Linked DNA regions of Mus musculus: region 2 is linked to region 1. The links are chromatin contacts, called in public Hi-C maps. All regions are on one chromosome and are shown on one strand. The core of a region is the stretch at or near the end of the contact, and the rest is flanking DNA. Distances in the headings are between cores, read along the strand shown.

Region 1 (5,123 bases), core at 1,809-4,308:
TCACAGAAGAGTGGTTGTTTCGTAACTGTTTGTCCCTCTGCCGGGTCACAAGCTCCTTAGATGAAAGGACTGTGTGTCTCTCTCCTTTGCGTTCTGTTCTGGTTCTGAGCTCTGTACCACACATGCACTGGAGTTGAATAGAGTGACAAACAGAGCCACATAGGGGAAAAAAAAAAAAAAAAAACAGGACACGGTATTTCAGAATAATGGCTGGATCTAAAAAGAGCCGCAGCCGGCAATAGAGGGATGCTGGCAGGAACAGTGGGGACTGATTGGGCTAGGCAAGGTCCTGTATCCTCTGCTTTAGCCTTCCTTCCATCCGGGTTCTGTCAGCCTCCCTCGCTACTAGGAAAATCACCCCATCAGATACTGAAGTTGTTGCCTCAAACCAGCCTAGGCATTCAACGACTTTCTCCCACCTCTTCAAAAGAAGTCTGTATATTTGTTCTCTCCCCGTTTTGTTACAGATAGCGTTGTTTTGTTACAGATAATCAATTCATATGGGCAAAAAGTGTCTTCAGGCTAACAGCAATGGAGGTTGGGCAGCAAATACATTTGCTTCCTGTGGCTAGGGACAGAACTTAATTAACAAAGGAAGCCCTGGGTGGGAGGGCAGGTGCTGTGGAGTTTCTGTGGCAGCATTGTTGGCGCTAAAGTACCTGTGAGTGAAACTGTGTAGACACAGTCCCCAAGAAGAGCCTTACTTGAGGGGTGTGGGGTCCTGAGGATGCTCAGGGGCCCTCATGCCTGCAGGTGGACCCAAGGCGACCATACTACTCCTTTGTGACCTGATTTGAACTCACTGTGTAGTTCAGTATGATCTTGAACCTCGGCTTCCCCTGACTCTGCCTCCCAAGTGCTGGGATTGTGGGAATACACAGCCACACCTGGTCTAAGCAATACAGAGAGAACCCAGAGCTCTGCGCGTGTTATGCAAGGACTCTACCAACTGGGCCACGTCCCATCCCCCAACTCCCTCTACTGCTTTCTTTGTCAGTGCTGCGGATTGAACTCAGGGCTTCCAGCATGCCAAGCAAGTACCCAGCCACGGAGCCCACATCTGCCATGCTACACCCTTCCACACTTTGGCTGGATCTAATCTTGGGTGCCGACCAGAGCCCTGCCTAATTATTTCTGTGCGGCCTCTCTTTTGTGGATTATCTCTTTTCTTCCTATATGTGATAATTATTCCGTTGATAAGTTTTGTTAAGATGCTTTCAGAGCCAACAGTAAAGAAAGAAAGAAAGAAACCCTATTAAAATGGAAATAAGCCCCCCCCTCTTTCTAATCTTGGTTCTTTTCATCAATTTTCTTTTCTTTTCCCTCCCCACACAGGTCTGGTTCAGTGAGAAGATGTTTGAGCCCTCGTTCTGTTTTTACACCGGCTACAAAATCCCCATATGCAAAACCCTGGACCAGTATTTTGAGTTCATCCAGTCTCTGCCATCCCTCGATAACCCAGAAGTCTTTGGGCTTCACCCCAATGCCGACATCACGTAAGTTCTTGGTGTCTTTCCTTTCTTTCTTTCTTTCTTTCTTTCTTTCTTTCTTTCTTTCTTTCTTTCTTTCTTTCTTTCTTTGTTTCTTTCTTTGTTTCTTTCTTTCTTTGTTTCTTTCTCTCTCTCTCTCTCTCTCTCTCTCTCTCTTTCTTTCTTTCCTTTTTTTTTTTTTTTAATTTGAAGGTGTCATTTGTAACTCAAGCCTGGCAAAGACTATGCATTTCATTTTCTCCCCTAATCTCTCTCCTTTCCTTTCTTTTTATTTTCCTGTGAAAAAGAGTGTTCCTTCCTGTCTCCCAATTACAACTCCGTGACAACTCGGCCGGCCCTCCACTCACTAAATCCCCAGGGCCTGGCATTTATGACAACACAAAGGCTGTAATTTATGCCTTGATTACTTCTCTGTCCTGTCATAAAACCAGTTATGTTTTTACATTAATTGATGTTCTCCATTGATGGTCATATTCTGGCTCCTCATCTCTTTCTCCAAGTATCCATTAAAATTACGACCCTTGGGAGCAGAGAGATGACTCAGTGGTTAAGAGCACGTGCTGCTCTTGTAGAGGACCCAGGTTCAGTTCGCAGCACCCATGCCTGTGGCTCACAACCACCTTTAACTCCAGCTGCAGGGGATCTGACGCCCTCTTCTGGCCTCCTTGGGCAGGTGCACTCATGTGTACACACCCACCCATGTGCACACATAATTAAGAACATCTAGATATCTATTATAATGTGTGATCTATAGCATAAGCAAGGTCTGCAAGGGCAGAGCACATATGGTCAGAGTCCTGTCTCTTACAATGGATCATCTCTTCCCGTGCTTGCTTGCCTACAACCTTATAGCCATGAGTCCCTCATGGTCATGTACCCCTCAGCACCATGTGAGGTCCCCGATCCCACAAAGGCACAGAAACACCCACCAATCCTTAGCTCTCCATGTAGCCACCTTCCAGATGAAGTTTATCTTTGGAGAACCCTCCGCTAAAAAGGATCACCCCTTTCCAACTGCCAACTCAGTTAGCCACAGCTGAGTCGCTCCACTGCAAGGTGTCACCTTTGCCGTCCATACCTAGCTAGGAGGAGGGGCATGTCTGTCTCTCTCCCAGCCCTTCAGCCATGGCTATAATTTTAATAACTCTATCATCAAGCATGGGTGGGTACTGCCCAGTTCTAGTACTCTGGTCTGTTCTTATGGACAAGCGTATTTGGTCTTCTGACCCAGACAAAGCATGTCCTGCGTGTGACACGAGACTTTGTGATTACACTGGGTTCCTCTCCTCTGTGTCCTCTAATCCGGCCCACAGCACTTTTCACTTGGAGAGAGGCCATCCCAAGCCTCAAGTGGTTCGTGCTCCTTACAGACCCTGGGACGGAACACACGGTAGCTCTTCGCTGTCGCCTCCGGGCCACTGCTTTGAGAGGCTCCATTCAGTGAGCTGAAATGCACAATTAGGGGGTGAAACAATAATTTTTTAAAAATGCACTGGGGATCATCTTGAGAACAAACAGTTTGGGGAGGGCAGGAGGAAGTGGTTTCGCTTGAGTTAAGGCTGTTAAAATGTGGGTTAGACTCCATAGTTCCTCTGATCAGAAGCCTCCCGAGGTCCTTGCATTACCTCGAGTCAAGGTCAAAGGTATCCTACATACATATAATCCAGACCTCCAGTCCTGCCTCCATCCTCCCCTCTCACATCCCTCCCTCCAGCTAGCTCTCCATATCTTCCTATTACTTAGACCACAGGACTCCGCGATTGCACTTCCTGGAACATGCCCTGACCCTGAAATACCACTGTGGTTTCTTTCTTACCTCTTCCAGCCCTTGCTTAGGGGTCACTCACCCTAAGTACAGATGTTGATCTGTTTCAAGCCTCACCTCAAACCCTAACCCCGTGACGTAACTTTTCTTGTATCTGCCACAGACACACTCTGCTTTTATTATTTACTTGCTTTTATTGATCAGCCACCAGTTAAAATGTAAACTCCATTGCATCCAGAACCTGTATCCGATCTCACTGCTGTACCTTGGTGCCCAGGAGACTTTGTTGGCTGAATCAGCAATGCTAAGTCCTCCCAGACTCTAATGAGTCTGACCAGCGGGACTGATGCATAGAATGTGATGGTTTCCCCTGGGTAGGAAGAAAAGCAGCAGACAGAACTCTGTGCAATTATTAACTATGTAATAAAAGATGTTGCTGTGCGGCTGGAGAGGCTGGATAGGTATCTGATAAATACCTTCCTAGCATGCACAAATTTCTGGGTTCAATCCCCAGTATTGGGAAAACGATTTTTTTAGGCAGGGCTTCATTCATTTCTGGCTGAGCCTGAACTTGCTCTGTAGGCTTACAAATTACGGGGTCCTTTTACCTCCATCTCCTGAGGGTTGGGATTACAGCCATGTACCACCATGTTCCAGCCAGTGATGGACTACGTTCTGGGATTGCAAGCCCTTTCCTCCCTTAAGTGGCTTCTGGCCAGGGTGTTTGTTTTATCATAGCAACAGAAATGAAACCCGTGAAGATAGTCTTTCTTACTTTGAGTTTTTCTATACCTAAGTGTTATCGACATAGACTTGTCCACTCTTCTCCAATAGCAATTTGAGTCCCCTTTTAAGTATACATATATATATGTGTGTGTGTGTGTGTGTGTGTATACACACACACACACACACACACACACACACACACGATTCCCATCTTTTATCTGTGACCTATGTTGCAGGATTTGTGTCCTGTTTCCTTCTTTGGTTTTGCCTCTGCTTTTGAAGGTAGAAGTGTTGCTTGCCATTTGGCCTCTCTCCAAAAGGAATGTTCTAGTCAAAATAATCTTTCAGGCATCTGTGGACAGCCACGTTGCTACCATGAGTCGCTGCATCCGAGAGAAACCATAGGGGCCACAGACATCAACACAGGTGAATGCCAGACAAGTCAGGGGTCCTCTTTAATGAGACCCAGCTCAGCACATCCTTAGTCACTGATGGGCAAAGCACACGGTGGCAAAGCACCAGACTAATTTTCCTATATGAATTCTCTCAGGTAACTCAAGCTTCCAAATGGATCCATGGCCTCCTTGATACTCCCCTACTGCTACCTCTTCTCTTCTTTGATGGTTTCCAGGGCACTTAGAGCACAATGGAATCTATTGCCACCTCTCTAACCTTATCTAGAGCATCCTCAGTAGAGCAACCCTATCTAGAGCATCCTCAATAGAGCAACCTTATCTAGAGCAGCCCCAATACAGCAACCTTGTCTAGAGTCTTAAAACATGTTAGAGACCCAGACCTGGTGGGTAGATCCAGGGATCTACTGTGTGGATACTGACCTAAATCAGGGATGGTGATAGGTGGGACAAAGTGGCAGGCCACGTCATAAACCAGATCTGACAGGATGCATTGAGCATATTGCCAAGGCCTACAACTTTCTTCTATAGCTTATGTTCATTCATTGCTGCTCAAGGATGGCAGAGAGAGGGTTCTGGAAGACATCCGGCAGGCTCTCTCTAGGAAGCCTAAGCTGGCACCTTCCAAAAACTGTGCCAAGAGCTTTGCTCAGAGCCCTGGGTCTCTTCCACTGATGGAGAACTCTTTCGGCTGGTGATGCCTGTCGGCCCCGGGGCTTGTTCACTTAG
Region 2 (5,123 bases), core at 1,707-4,206, 60 kb after region 1:
GAGAGAGCCAGCCAGCCACTGGGCTTGGCTTGGGCTTTTGAAACCTCAAAACCTGCCCCCAGTGACTTACTTCCTCTAACAAGGCCAAGCCTCCCAATCCTTCTGAAGTACTGCCACTTCGTGATAACAAAACATTTAAATAGATGAGCCTATATGAGGGTTATTCTTATTCAGACCACCAAGGGTTCTTTCTATTGATTGGGATACAATGTAACCAACCACCTGCTGCTCTTGAGGGCATGCCCCCCCCCAGGGGGCGGGGTGGCAGCAATAGATTGTATTCTCTCAGTCTATGAGCCAAATAACCCCTTCCTTTCTAAAGTTGCTTCTTGTCAGGATCATGAGACACAATAATGAGGGAAATAACACACAATTAGTCATGAATGGGTTGGTAGATTCAGTTAGGGGTAAATGGGTTAGTGGATGCAGTTAGGGTTGCATGAATTAATAGATTACTTCTGATGTGGGTTCTCTCTCTGTACTAGTGTTCTCTAGAGGAATGGAATGTATAGAATGTATACATATATGTGTGTACATATATGTATACATATATGGCTGACTCACACCAGAGATGCTGAGAATCTGGTAGATGCTGGAATCTCAGTCCATGAGACTGGGTATCTCAACAGTCATGGCCTTAGTCGTTTACCCTGAAGGCCTGTAGGATTCCTGGAGAGCTTCTGGTCTTCAGTTTGTGCTGAAAGCCTAAAGTTTATTCTAATATCAGCAAGGGAACATGGCAGTAGCAACAGTAGAGTAGACGAACTTGCCAGCAAGAGTGAAGACAAGCAGGCAAAAATCCAAGCCTTCCTTCTGCCATGCTCCTTATCCAGGCTGCCACCAGAAGATGCCACCAACATTTAGGGTGGGGGGTTTCCATTTCAAAAAATCTGACCAAGAAAGCCCCTGAAGGGAATGCTGATTCTATTCAGGTTGACAAACAAGGTTAGCCCTCATACTCAAAGCCAGTATGGTTAGGTATATTAAACCCTGATGGTCCATGTAGGATACCCTTCACCACTCCAGAAGTCTGTGAAGGATGCTTCTGACTGTAGTTCTTTACCTTTACATCAGAATCAGGAGCCCAAGTAAAATTTTCTTCAAAATGTTCTTAGACTTGCTGGACAGTGGTGGCGCACACCTTTAATTCCAGTACTTGGGAGGCAGAGGCAGGTGGATCTCTGTGAGTTCAAGACCAGCCTGATCTACAGAGTGAGTCCTAGAATAGCCAGGGCTACGTAGAGAGAGCTTGTCTAACACAACAAAACACAGTGCTCAGTCTGTGGAGTGGTGTTATTAGCTATAAAAAGCAGAATAACGAAAGGTACATTGCTTAACTGTGCCTGTGACAGCCCAAAATAAAAAGTACCTTTTCCAGCCTCTCTTGAAACTAGGGATGGCCATGTGACTAAATTCTGATGAGCAGGTGGGGAATTGATGATTGCTGTCTTCAGGACAGGTCCCTCTGGGCAATCAGCTGGTCCTTCCCTGCAGCTGGACTTTTGATGTCCTGATTGGTTCTAAAGCGAGCCACTTCGGGTCATTTAGGTAGATGCTGGTACCAGAAAAGCGAAAAGATCTGGAGACCTTGATGAGCAGAGAATGGCTACTCACTCCAACCTGGGCTGAAGTTCCAGCTTTGCTTTCCGTAAAAGCCCTAGTTAGATCATTTATTTGGATGGATGGTCCTGACAGCTAAACAGCCAAGCCTGTGTGGCACACAGGGGGAACCTGCTTGACCTCAGGCTGGGGCTAAAACAAGGGACTCAAAGGCAGAGCTCACCAGAAGGGAGCTTCTCTCTCTGAGTGGAGCGCGCTCCGCACCTCTCTTGGCTGTCTCCCTCCGCGGGATTGAGCACTGGATGTATAGACCCACTTCCTGCAGGACTTTGGGAAGTTCTGTAATCTCTAAGAGTTGCAGCTATGCATCCAATCTCTCTTCTCTTCCAGAATGGTCCAGACTAGCCCTAGGCAGGTCCAGGGCTGAGTAGAGCCACACCCAACTTCCTTATACTAGTTCATGGTGGGGGGGGGGTGCATCCTCTTGCCTTCCTCAAGAGGTTAGTGGTACACCTCGGCTTGCCTGTCCCACTTATTAACTCACAGAAGAGGTAGGAGTCTGGAGCTCTCCCGACCTGTACTGCAGCCAAGGGCAAAGGTGTGGTGTAGGAAGACAGACTGAAGTGCATAGGGTAAGCTAGTCAGGGCACACATTGTAGCAGGCCCAGGGACAGCAAGGGGTGGACAGGGAACATTTGGAAAGTTCTAGAAAAACAGAATCCAGCCTCAACCCTCTTCACCCTGCAATTTCTAAAGTTTTAGATAGAAAGGACCCTAAGGACTCTTCTGGGATCTCTTGTCCTGATCCCTACCACCTTGACTGCTGTGCAGGCCCAGAAGGCTGGGCTTGGGATGAGGAGAGGATTGGGGAAGTAGGTGGCACCCAACTAGTCCGATCTTTCTTCCCTAGTAACTAGCAGCTTGTGGGATACTTTCCAGAAGTCTGACCAACACTATGACCTTGTACCAATCCTACACCTTTCCTGGCCTCAGTTTCCTTTTGGAAGCACTGACTCGGTGGGGGCGTGGCTTTCCTTAGTTGAGGGGGAGCCAGGAGGAGATCGGGGTGCGGGGGTGGGAGGCGGGCTCCACTGGTCGCAGCGAGCTGGCCAGGCGCAGGCACCACAGGCGCTCAGAGCTAGAAGCTCCGCTCCTGCGGCTCTTAAACCTGAGTGGAGCCCGCGGGGAGCACAGCGCCGAACATCTCCTGGCCCGGGACGCTGGAGGCCGGTCTGGCCCCGGGCCTCCTGAAACCCAGGCGGAAGAGGACAGGGACCCCGCCCGATCCCTCCTGCGGACGGGCGGGGCGGCCCCACGCCAGCTCCTCCCCCCGCAGCCCGGCAGGGATCAGTCGCGGCGCGCGGTTCCGCAGGTGGCAGCTATGACCCAGTCCTGAGCGCCCAGCCATGGCCAGCACCCCAAGCCTCCTGCGCCTGGCGCTCCTGCTGCTCGGGGCGGTGGGCAGGGCCGGCCCCCGCCCTCAGGTGAGCCCTGGGAACCCCGGTGACAAATGGGAGGGGGACGCTGCGGTGTTCTGCGGGCACAAGAGCTAGCGGAGGGGCTCCTGGACTTGAGCAGAAACTCCGGGACCCCAGACAGGGGAAGTGCAAGGCTCAGGCGAGGAAGAGACAGAGGAGTTGAGGAGTCCAGGTGGGGATTGGACATGAGGTGACTACCCTCATCCTGAAGAGCTGCCTCACTTCTCGGCTCCAGCTGCTCTGTCAGGGCACCAGCTGCCCCAGGGTTGCCCTGCTCTGACTTCTGCGACCCGTCTTTGTCCCTTATTACTTTCCCAACTCCTTTTCCAAACCCACTGGCACTCTGCCTTCCCTCTGTACTCAGAACCCCTGCGGTGCCTTCCCCTGCACTCCTCCTGGGCTTCCTTGTGTATGGGGTACCCAGGAAGCTCTAGAGGACCGAAGGGGCCTGGTTGTAGAAATGCAGCTTCCTCCCATCACCTCATCACAGTCTTTGACTCATAGCCCCAGGGACCCTGCAGCCTGTTGTCCTTCCTGATGACCTCCCAGGTGGCACTGACTTGCCACCTCCACCCCAGCCTCTGCAGCAAACATGCAGCAGGTTCCCTGTTTCTTCTGGATCAGCCAGGCCCTCTCATACACTCGGCTAATACCCATCCTAGACCCCCTTGGATTAATAACCCACCAGAAAGAATACCGAGGGTCACCGGAACATCCAACCTCCTTGGTGTCGCCAAAGACTAGGTCGCAGCTGGACTCTTGTGGGCTCTTCTCTGACTCTCTCTGACCTGCCTGTGAATCCTGCCCCAGGCTCCTGCCCTGGCCATGATGGCCAGCTGCTTGTATGGAGGGCGGTTGTTCAAATGTGCCAGGATACCCTTGCATAGAAGAGGCCCAAGGCTGGGCAGTGTTCCTATAGAAGGGAGTACTTTACACATCATGTCTTGTGTCCACCTCCAGAGCTAAAGGGCTTAACCGTTGGGGAGTGGGCCTGCATCCGTTTGAGCTTGGTCTGACATAGGAGGGCACAGACCTCAGCCCTGGCTGAGAACCGAGTTGTGGACAGAGGTGCCTCCCCAGGAAGTGCACTGTCTCAGCTCCCAAACCCTTTCCCAGATTAATCCTCTCCCTGTTCTCCAGGGCCAACTGTCCCCAAGAGATACCTTCCCAGTCTCTGGCACTGCCTCTCTGTTCCCCTGCAGGCCATGGCTTTCCTGGTGACATTGGGATCTTTCCAGCCACAACCGCAGATTCGCTGCTCAGTTCCTTCTTGTGAGGCAGGATGGTGGGGATTTGAGCCTTCTGGTCCTAGGCTGCTGTGGGTCACATTTGCAGATTAGGTTGAGAGTGAGGGGACAGAGCCAAGCTTGAGGCCTTCCTTTCTTCTCCCTGCAAGACTCCCTCCTCTAATGTCAAGCATCTTGACCCTTACTCCAGCCCTGGTTCATAAGAGCAGAAATGCAGGTGCTGAAGAGACACACTGGAGCTTTGATGGGGTGCCCTTGTTATGGCGAGTACTAATGTCTCCGGTAGCCGCCTGCAGAGGTGTGTGTGTGTGTGTGTGTGTGTGTGTGTGTGTGTGTGTGTGTGACAGGCAGCTTTAACGTTAGATTGCAATAATTACAGCACAACCGCATGGACCCTGGAAAGACTCAAGAATAAATTTTGTATTTTACTTTCTGTCTGTGAGATCACCTTCCTGTCATTCGTGGTAGGGTGAGTACTCAGAAACAGGGTTCCCTAGGTGGTAGGGTACAGCAGCTTAGGGATGGGGGAGCAAAGAGAGTGGGACCCCAGCTCTTGGCCCATGCCTTCCTCCTGCCCGGTGGGCATGAAGGCCAAGGGAGCAGGTCTGGTGAGGGCAGAAGTTGCTTCCCTGCAAATTAAGGGATGGTTGAGCTAACTTGTGCCAAACGTGACCTAGGCTGTTCCAGTGTGCTTTCTGGGAAGGACCACTCCTCTCACCCTGTTCCCTTCTACCCATAGACCCTCTATGAGGGAGCTGGGCTACTGAGAAGCTAAGCAAGCATTTGACACTTGACGTTCCAACCGGGTGGAACTGGGTTCTGAGGTCAGGTCTGATCT

The links. Hi-C and Micro-C count contacts between places; a contact is called where the count stands out from the background.
Region 2: a contact with region 1 is called in a Hi-C map of CD8 T cells, with 1.5 times the contacts expected there. The contact joins the promoter of Glp1r here to the enhancer-like site in region 1. A contact is called at or near these places in 2 of 39 promoter capture datasets (HPC-7-derived erythroid cells and liver), 7 of 484 Hi-C or Micro-C datasets (CD8 T cells, embryonic stem cells, nephron progenitors and 1 more), 5 of 115 datasets of contacts at active chromatin or transcription factors (the SCID.adh cell line, embryonic hindbrain, embryonic stem cells and 1 more) and 3 of 9 other capture datasets (adipose tissue, liver and pancreatic islet).

The regions. Positions count from the first base shown.
Region 1 is chr17:30,839,218-30,844,340 of GRCm38.p6, forward strand. It overlaps Dnah8 (dynein, axonemal, heavy chain 8), which reads left to right. Exons shown (of 93, transcript NM_013811.3): 88 at 1,336-1,496. Among named protein-coding and RNA genes, the nearest start is that of Gm41561, 16 kb to the right of the region's middle. Within about 2 kb of position 3,059, at least 31 of the 459 cell types and tissues checked have an H3K27ac peak or open chromatin away from gene starts, as enhancers often do. A contact at or near this core is called in CD8 T cells and the SCID.adh cell line, where this site is marked.
Region 2 is chr17:30,898,911-30,904,033 of GRCm38.p6, forward strand. Glp1r (glucagon-like peptide 1 receptor) reads left to right here and starts at 2,957. Exons shown (of 13, transcript NM_021332.2): 1 at 2,957-3,044. The coding sequence starts at 2,967.